Regions from separate parts of the Capra hircus genome. Here region 1 is linked to region 2. A link is a contact called in public Hi-C data. All regions are on one chromosome and are shown on one strand. Each heading gives the region's core, a stretch centred on a gene start, on an enhancer-like site or on the middle of the called end of the contact. The rest is flanking DNA. Distances are from core to core; before and after follow the strand shown.

Region 1 (3,391 bases), core at 587-3,086, 65 kb before region 2:
CTTGCTGAGTCAGCCCACACCCTCTCCACATGTCAGAGGCTCCCGGAGCACAACCACAGGAGCTTAACACAGTCCCCTCGGGGGCTCTCTCAACCTAACATCCTAATTCCACTAGGAGCATCTGAGACATTAAACTGAGTCTGGGAGCCACCCTATAAGAGAGACTGACAGGGGAGATGCCCAGACAGCACAAATGACTCGACACCGCCTTTATGAGCAATGACTGAAGGAGCTGCAGCTATTCAGCCTGGAGAAGCTATGGGGACCCCACAGAACCACGGTCACAGCCCACAGGCTAAGCGTGTGTTCCAGGGAATGGGACGCTCCCTGTGGCTGGCAGCAGAATATGGGCTGAGAAGTGGAAGCTCCAGGGAGGTGGACTGTCAGAACAAACCAAGGAAATGCTGTCTAACAACCAGAACCTTCCAGCAGTGGGACTGGCTCACTGCCCTGGAGGCTGGGCACTGGCCATCAGGATCTGGGGAAGGAGTTTCTGACCACATACCTGCTGCAGTGCTGCCGCCCCCTTCTTGCCCGTGCCTTCCATCTTTGGTGAGCCTGGCCGCCCGGAGGCACCGTCTTTACTGCTGCTCATCAACAACTTCCTAAGTTCCAGGTTTTCCTCCCTGGGTTGGAGGCAAACAGAAAGGTCATACTGCCGGCCCCAGGTGGAGAAGACGGGGGTCTCAGACATCTTACTCGTCTGAATTGCAGCTGAGTCCTGGGGAGTAAGGGGAGTCCCTGAGATCTGCCCTCAGGTGGAACTACAAATGGTATCCTCACGCCACTCTGCATGACCTCTCTGGAATTCTCTGATCTTCACCAACAATCCATCCCCAACTATGGGATGTCTGTATACGTAAGATCTTCAGGATACATCCACACTGCATTAAATAACCCTGGATTGGGACGTCTTGGTGGTCCAGTGGTTTAAGACTCCAGGCTACCACTGCGGGGTGCGGGCTTGATCCCTGGTCAGAGAACTTAAGATCCTCCATGCTGCATGGTGCAGCCAAATAAACAAATAACCCTGGATCACACTCTGAGAAAGTTCCACCCTTTCCAATTATCCTCAGACATCCTGCACGGGATAAGTCTCAGTTTGGTGCTCACAGGTCCTGAGCGCCTCTCTAGTGCTGGCAAGTGTCCCATGTTGACTGAGAAAGAGCAGCCTTCAAGGTTCAGAGCCTTCAGTGGGCAATTCGCCAGAATTAATCATCTTTCCATTTTTGCTGTTATTTATTGTTGGAGGCATCTTCTATTTATTCCAAGTAATGCTGTTTTCCAGTTACTCTAGTGTAAGTTTTCTTTATAATAATCTTCAGTAAAAACATGATGCAAATGAAATTCTTAAGTAAATACTAAAGTAGGTGATAAAAGATACAAGACAAATGGTGATGTGGATTCACGTACAACTGAAACATGGATTTCTTCGTATTCTGTTTGCCAGCTGGGTTCCATGTGAAAATAGCCTCAGTTTCCTTCTGCAGGGTGAGGGGTTTGGCCCACGTGATCTCAAAGGGCTGAGCTCTGATGGTCAAGACCAGTGTTTCTCTGGGGTGATCCTGGACCCTCTTATACTGTAACTACACAAAACGTGCTTATGGGCCCACTGGAAAATGCACACACCTAGGTCTCACCCCAGACCCACTGAATCAGAATCTCAGCACAGGAGAGAGGGTGCAGAGTGCAAACTTGCAATGCTTTTCCTGACCCTCGGCGATTCTGATGCACAGCTAAGTCTGGGACCAGGAGCCAGCCCAGAAGAGGTTCCCTGACAGCTCTCAAGAAACAACAGGACAGGATGGTGACCAGCAGAGGGCAGCAAAGTCCAGAGCTCCATCTCCAACAGCCAGCAAGCTGTTGTTAACAGGCAGGTTGCCAAGGAAGGAGTGCACTTTCATCCAGACCTTCTGAAGCTCTGAAGGCACTTTATACACAAACACTCCTCACGGTATTAAATGGACCAGAGAGGAAATACTTGAGGAGAAGGACCAAGAGACCTGACACCCAAAGCAGAGCTGGGCACAGGGCTCGGCGCTCTCAACCCAGAAATCAGCGCCACACACCACTGCCCGCCTCTTGCCCCGCCGGCTCCTCACGCCTTCTCTGCGGAGCCTGGACTTACCGCAGCCTCTCAGCAGCCTGATCCCGCTGTTCCAGGCCCTTATCCAGCTTGGACTTCAGGGCCTCGTTCTCTTTCCGAAGCTGCTCACAGAGCGTCTGCAAGGCAGAGAGAGGGAGATGGGGGCAAAGTAAGGGAAGGCGTGCACCCCAAATGCAGAATGATGCTGAGGTCGGGGGAGGCACTATAACCACACCACGTCCCAACATGATAGCCCCATTGCATGGCCTCACCCAATTCCTCCTGGGACAGCAGGAGTCAAGCCAAAGTCCCACCCAGCTCCTCTCGGCATCAGCTCCCTCAGGAGCCAGCCATAAGGAGGCCTGACCAAGAGCCAGCCACAAGGCCTTCTGGTCCTCCAAGGTCATCCCTCCTCCTCTGTTCCCACCGCCTAAAATGCTCTTCCACACCAGCTGTCCCCTGGCCGGCTTCTACTCCTGCTTCCGGTCTTGGCCTAAATGTCAAACCTCCTCCGAGAAGTCCTCCCTGACTGCCACATGCAGGTAAGCCAGGTCACCTCCGTTATCCTCGCCCACATCCCCTGCTCTCACCCTCCTGGTACCTGTGACAATTACAGCTACAGAATCATCAGTGTCATTACCTTCTTTGTGTCCACCCACCCCATCCCTACTAGTCCACAAGCTTCCAGAAGGCTGGGATCCCCTCGCCACTCTCTCGTCCCCTGCAGGACCCCCACCTAGCCCAGGGTCCAGCACAGCTCAACAGTTAATCCCGCTGAAGGAACATACAACCGAATGACTGAACTGCCAAATTAATGAAGGACCGTGAAGACCTGAGTCCTAAGAGGCCTAGAGCTTAGGCGATTTGGAGAATGAATGAGGCATCGGAACGGGGGTGGTTGTGAGGTTGTCAGCTGGCAAGTGGGAAGACAGGGTATTGGGTCAAGACCTCACCAATTTCCAGTGTGGCTCAGGATTCCCTCACTTTTGAGGCACATTTCCTTCCCTTACAAAGTGGAAAAACTGAACCTCTTCTGCCTCCCTTACAGGGCTGCTATGAGGACCTACAAAACTGCGAGAACACAAGGGCCTCATCAGCTGCCAGGCCCTCGATAACCTTTGAGGATGCGTGTTTGAAGTGCCGTGAGGTGGGGGACGTGGAAGACAGGGAGCCAGATTCAGGGCCTCACAGATGGAAGGAAGGGAATGGCTAACTAGTAACGGTGACGCACTAGGTCAGGACTAAACGACTCAATCTTTCAACAGATATCTAGTGAGCACCCCACCTGTAGCCCATACACAGTGG
Region 2 (3,428 bases), core at 632-3,131:
ACTACACCAGCTTGTAAAGATTTCCAGAACCCCCCACGAGAACTGCTTTGGACCAAAAATTTTAAAAAGCAAAGAATATAGCGTATACGGGTGTGTGTGTATAAAAACGCTTATATGCACATATCTCAATATAAATATTTATATATAAATACATAAAAAGGATAGAGGACATGCACCACGGTGTAACAGTGGCCGTGGTCTCGGGCGGGTGAGGGAATCACGGATGATTTCAATATTCTTTTTTGCTCTGCTCTATTTTCTCAAGTTTTCATGGTAAACACATTATTTGTCAGAAGAAAAAAAAATGTTCTGTGCTTTAAGGAAAACAACAAGGCAATATTTGCTTACATCTGGATTGGATGGGTGATACATGGACTGAGGCAGCTGGGGAGCCCCTTATGCTGAGGTCCTCACTTCGGCGGAGAGGAGGAAGCAGACAAGACAGGTTGACTGACTGATGAGCTCAAGTATCTGCTAAACACCCATTATGTGCCAGTCACTGTGTAAGCTGCTGGGGCAATGACTATAAAAAAGGTAAGACTAAAAAGGTAAGACAATTCTCTGTCTTGGGAGGTTACTGCCCAGGGGTCAAGCGTCCCTGAGTCCTCTGACCTGAAGGGTATCTTCATCAGTCTATTAAAAGTTGGTGTGGGGACTTCCCTGGCTGTTGAATTAAGACTCCACACGTCCAAGACAAAGGGCGTGGGTTCAATCCCTGGTTGGGAAACTAAGATCCTACATGCTCTTACAGTGTGGCCAAAAAGTTAAGAGATAATGAAAATAAAAGCTGATGTGTGGTGAGGACAGCCTGATCCTCAGAGTGTCCTAAGATCCACAGTGTAGCCCTATCCTTCTCATTTTGTGTTTTTAAGTCATCCACTTTTCTGTCCAGGAATTTTCAGGACAATAATCTTAACTGGCTTTGCCCAGGGAAAGTTTGTTCTTCCCTTAATCTTTAAGGAGCCTAAAACCCCAGCGGATTGATTCATGAGGCTGTCACATCAGGCTCTGGAGACAGACAGACTTGATCTGAATCCCAGCTCTGCCACTTTCCAGGGCTTCGACTCTGTGACCAAGTAACTTAAGCGCTGAGCCTTAGCGTCCTCATCTATAACATGGGGACAAAAGCAAAGCCTCACCTTGTGGGGTGACAAGACAAGGAACTACCAGCCAAGACCCCGAGCCCAGGACAGGCATGGGAGGGGCTCCACCGAGGAGCTACACCCAGCCCACCTGGGCTCAGGAGGAGCGCCTGTGCTCCCCCAGCGCCCACACAGACTGGACCCCGTCCCCTGGGTGCCCACACTTTACCTCCATGGCTTTCTTCAACTGCTTGGCATCATAATGGGCCGGCGGCATCATGAGCCCCAGAATGAGCCTTGCCAGGTCTCCGGAGAGCTCAGACTTCAGGTCAGCCATCAAGTCCTGCAGAGGGCAGAGCCAAGGTCACGTCAACATCGGCAATGGCCCACACGTGGCTTGGGACAGGTAGGAGACACGGAAGGAGGAGGTGGGGCTCCACAGGATATAGGAATCGTGGGCGTCTGTGTCTGCCTTGGCTGATGTTGGGTTCAAAACCACCACCACCACCACCGCCACAACCACAAAGAGGGTGGAGAAAACACCATGCAAGCGGGGGACCTGCCCACTCTCCCTGGAAGGAGGAGACAGGGAAGGAAAGGGGGTGGTACCATTTCCATCCTGGGAGAAACTAGTCAGCCAAAGCTAGATGCCACTAACACAGCTCAAATCCCTGATCGCAGCCCTAAGGGGAACCAGTCACAAACATACTGCTGATCACAGGGAACGCGGGGTGCAGCGGGAAGGAGAGGCGTGTGTCCACGCCAAGCTCCGTCAGAGGAAAAGTGCGGACGCAGGGCCCAGGGTCTAGGCTGAGGCCCTTACCCGGCCAAAGTGAGACTTGAAGGTCTGGCGGATTTGCTGCCGCTGGGCATTGCTGCGGTGGGCGATGATGTCGATGATGGTGTCCTCGTCAGTTCCTAAGACCCCAAAGCCACAGATCAGAGGAAGGCCTTGGCCCCCACCTCCCCCAGCGATGGGCCCCAGCCGTCTTTGCTGGGGGAGAGGCCAGGCTAGCCAGCTTAATGGCCCTGCAGGAGCCTTGCTTCTGGCCCAATCACTAACCTGGATTCCTTGTGCACTTTTCTGCTGGGTCACTAGTCAAGATAAAAGAGAACCCTGGGTTGAGGGTCAGGGCCTCTGAGTTCCAGTCCTGGGATACTGAGAACCCTAGATGGGTTATGGGGCTTGCTCAAAGTCACATGGTGAGTTAGCAATAAAGCCAGAGCAAAAACCCTACCTCAGCACTTCTATACCAGGACCTGGGAGCACCTTGGTCTCTGGGAAGGGTCCTGAGAAAGCCCCTCACTACCCTTCTCTCTATACTTCAGGGAGCCAGAGATTCCAGAGGGCTGGAGACTCAAGGCAAATAAAGTCCTCATCACCCTGCAGACTCCAGTCTGAAGCCTCAGCTCTTGCCCCTGCCGGTCCCATTGCAGACCCGCTACCCTCCAATGCCCCAGAGGCTAACCTGACCCCTTTCAGGTGCCCCTTACCAAGCCCCTTCATGGCTTTCCGCAAGGCTTTGGCGTCTGCATCAGGGTTGAAGTCACCAGCTGGGCGCACAGTTCCTTTCAGCTACAAGAGGCAGAAAGTGAGTCAGCAGGTGTCTGGAGGCCCCCCAGGGGCCAGGCCAGGAGAGGAGCATGCGAGGGAGGGGAAGCTTTCCCCAAGAGCCCCAAACCAAGCAGCTTGGGGGAAAAGGCGGGGGTGAAGGCGCAGCAGACAGACTCCTGCCCTAGAGCTGAGAGAGGGAGGAGACAGACCCAGGCTTGGGAGCAGGGCAGGGGCTGTCAAGGGCAGAGGGGCCGGGCTCCTGCCCCAAGAGCCAGCTCTGGCCCCGCCCCACTGGAAACCAGGCTCTCACAACCCAGCCCTGCTCCCAGGGTCCTCTTATTTCATAGAGCAACGCTCTCCCTGAAAAGGTAAGCAAAATGTTCTGAAATACTGGAACAGAGCTGCCCAGATTTCAGTCACCCCTGAATGATCTTCCCAGTGTTTTCTGTATCTGCGCATGCCCTATGCTGTTTCTTAACATTTTAACTTAATTCAGCCACTTTTCTGTTTTACTTAAATGCATTCATTTTGAAGTGCACTGAATACTCCTAAAGGGCAAGTCCATTTCATTCTTTGATATAACGCGAGTACCTGACACAGGGGTAAGCACTCAAAAAATATCTGCTCAATGAGTTAACAAATGAAAACAATTTTATATTACTATTATGAACAGAAAGTTGGTGTCATAATCAGATAACCCACAAAAATAAATGCCATAAAACCAAAAATATATGGTTTCAAATATCACCAAATTTAACAAGATACCATGGCTTGCCAAGAGCTCTGAACCT

What was found. Hi-C and Micro-C count contacts between places; a contact is called where the count stands out from the background.
Region 1: a contact with region 2 is called in a Hi-C map of blood, with 2.7 times the contacts expected there. The contact joins two enhancer-like sites. A contact is called at or near these places in 4 of 5 Hi-C or Micro-C datasets (blood and liver).

Annotation. Positions count from the first base shown.
Region 1 is chr7:48,092,751-48,096,141 of ARS1.2, reverse strand. It overlaps TNIP1 (TNFAIP3-interacting protein 1), which reads right to left. Exons shown (of 18, transcript XM_018050139.1): 7 at 2,129-2,223; 8 at 506-626. Among named protein-coding and RNA genes, the nearest start is that of GPX3, 26 kb to the left of the region's middle. Within about 2 kb of position 1,836, at least 3 of the 5 cell types and tissues checked have an H3K27ac peak or open chromatin away from gene starts, as enhancers often do.
Region 2 is chr7:48,028,159-48,031,586 of ARS1.2, reverse strand. It overlaps ANXA6 (annexin A6), which reads right to left. Exons shown (of 26, transcript XM_005683185.3): 15 at 2,577-2,658; 16 at 1,906-2,000; 17 at 1,312-1,425. Among named protein-coding and RNA genes, the nearest start is that of ANXA6, 31 kb to the right of the region's middle. Within about 2 kb of position 1,881, at least 1 of the 5 cell types and tissues checked has an H3K27ac peak or open chromatin away from gene starts, as enhancers often do.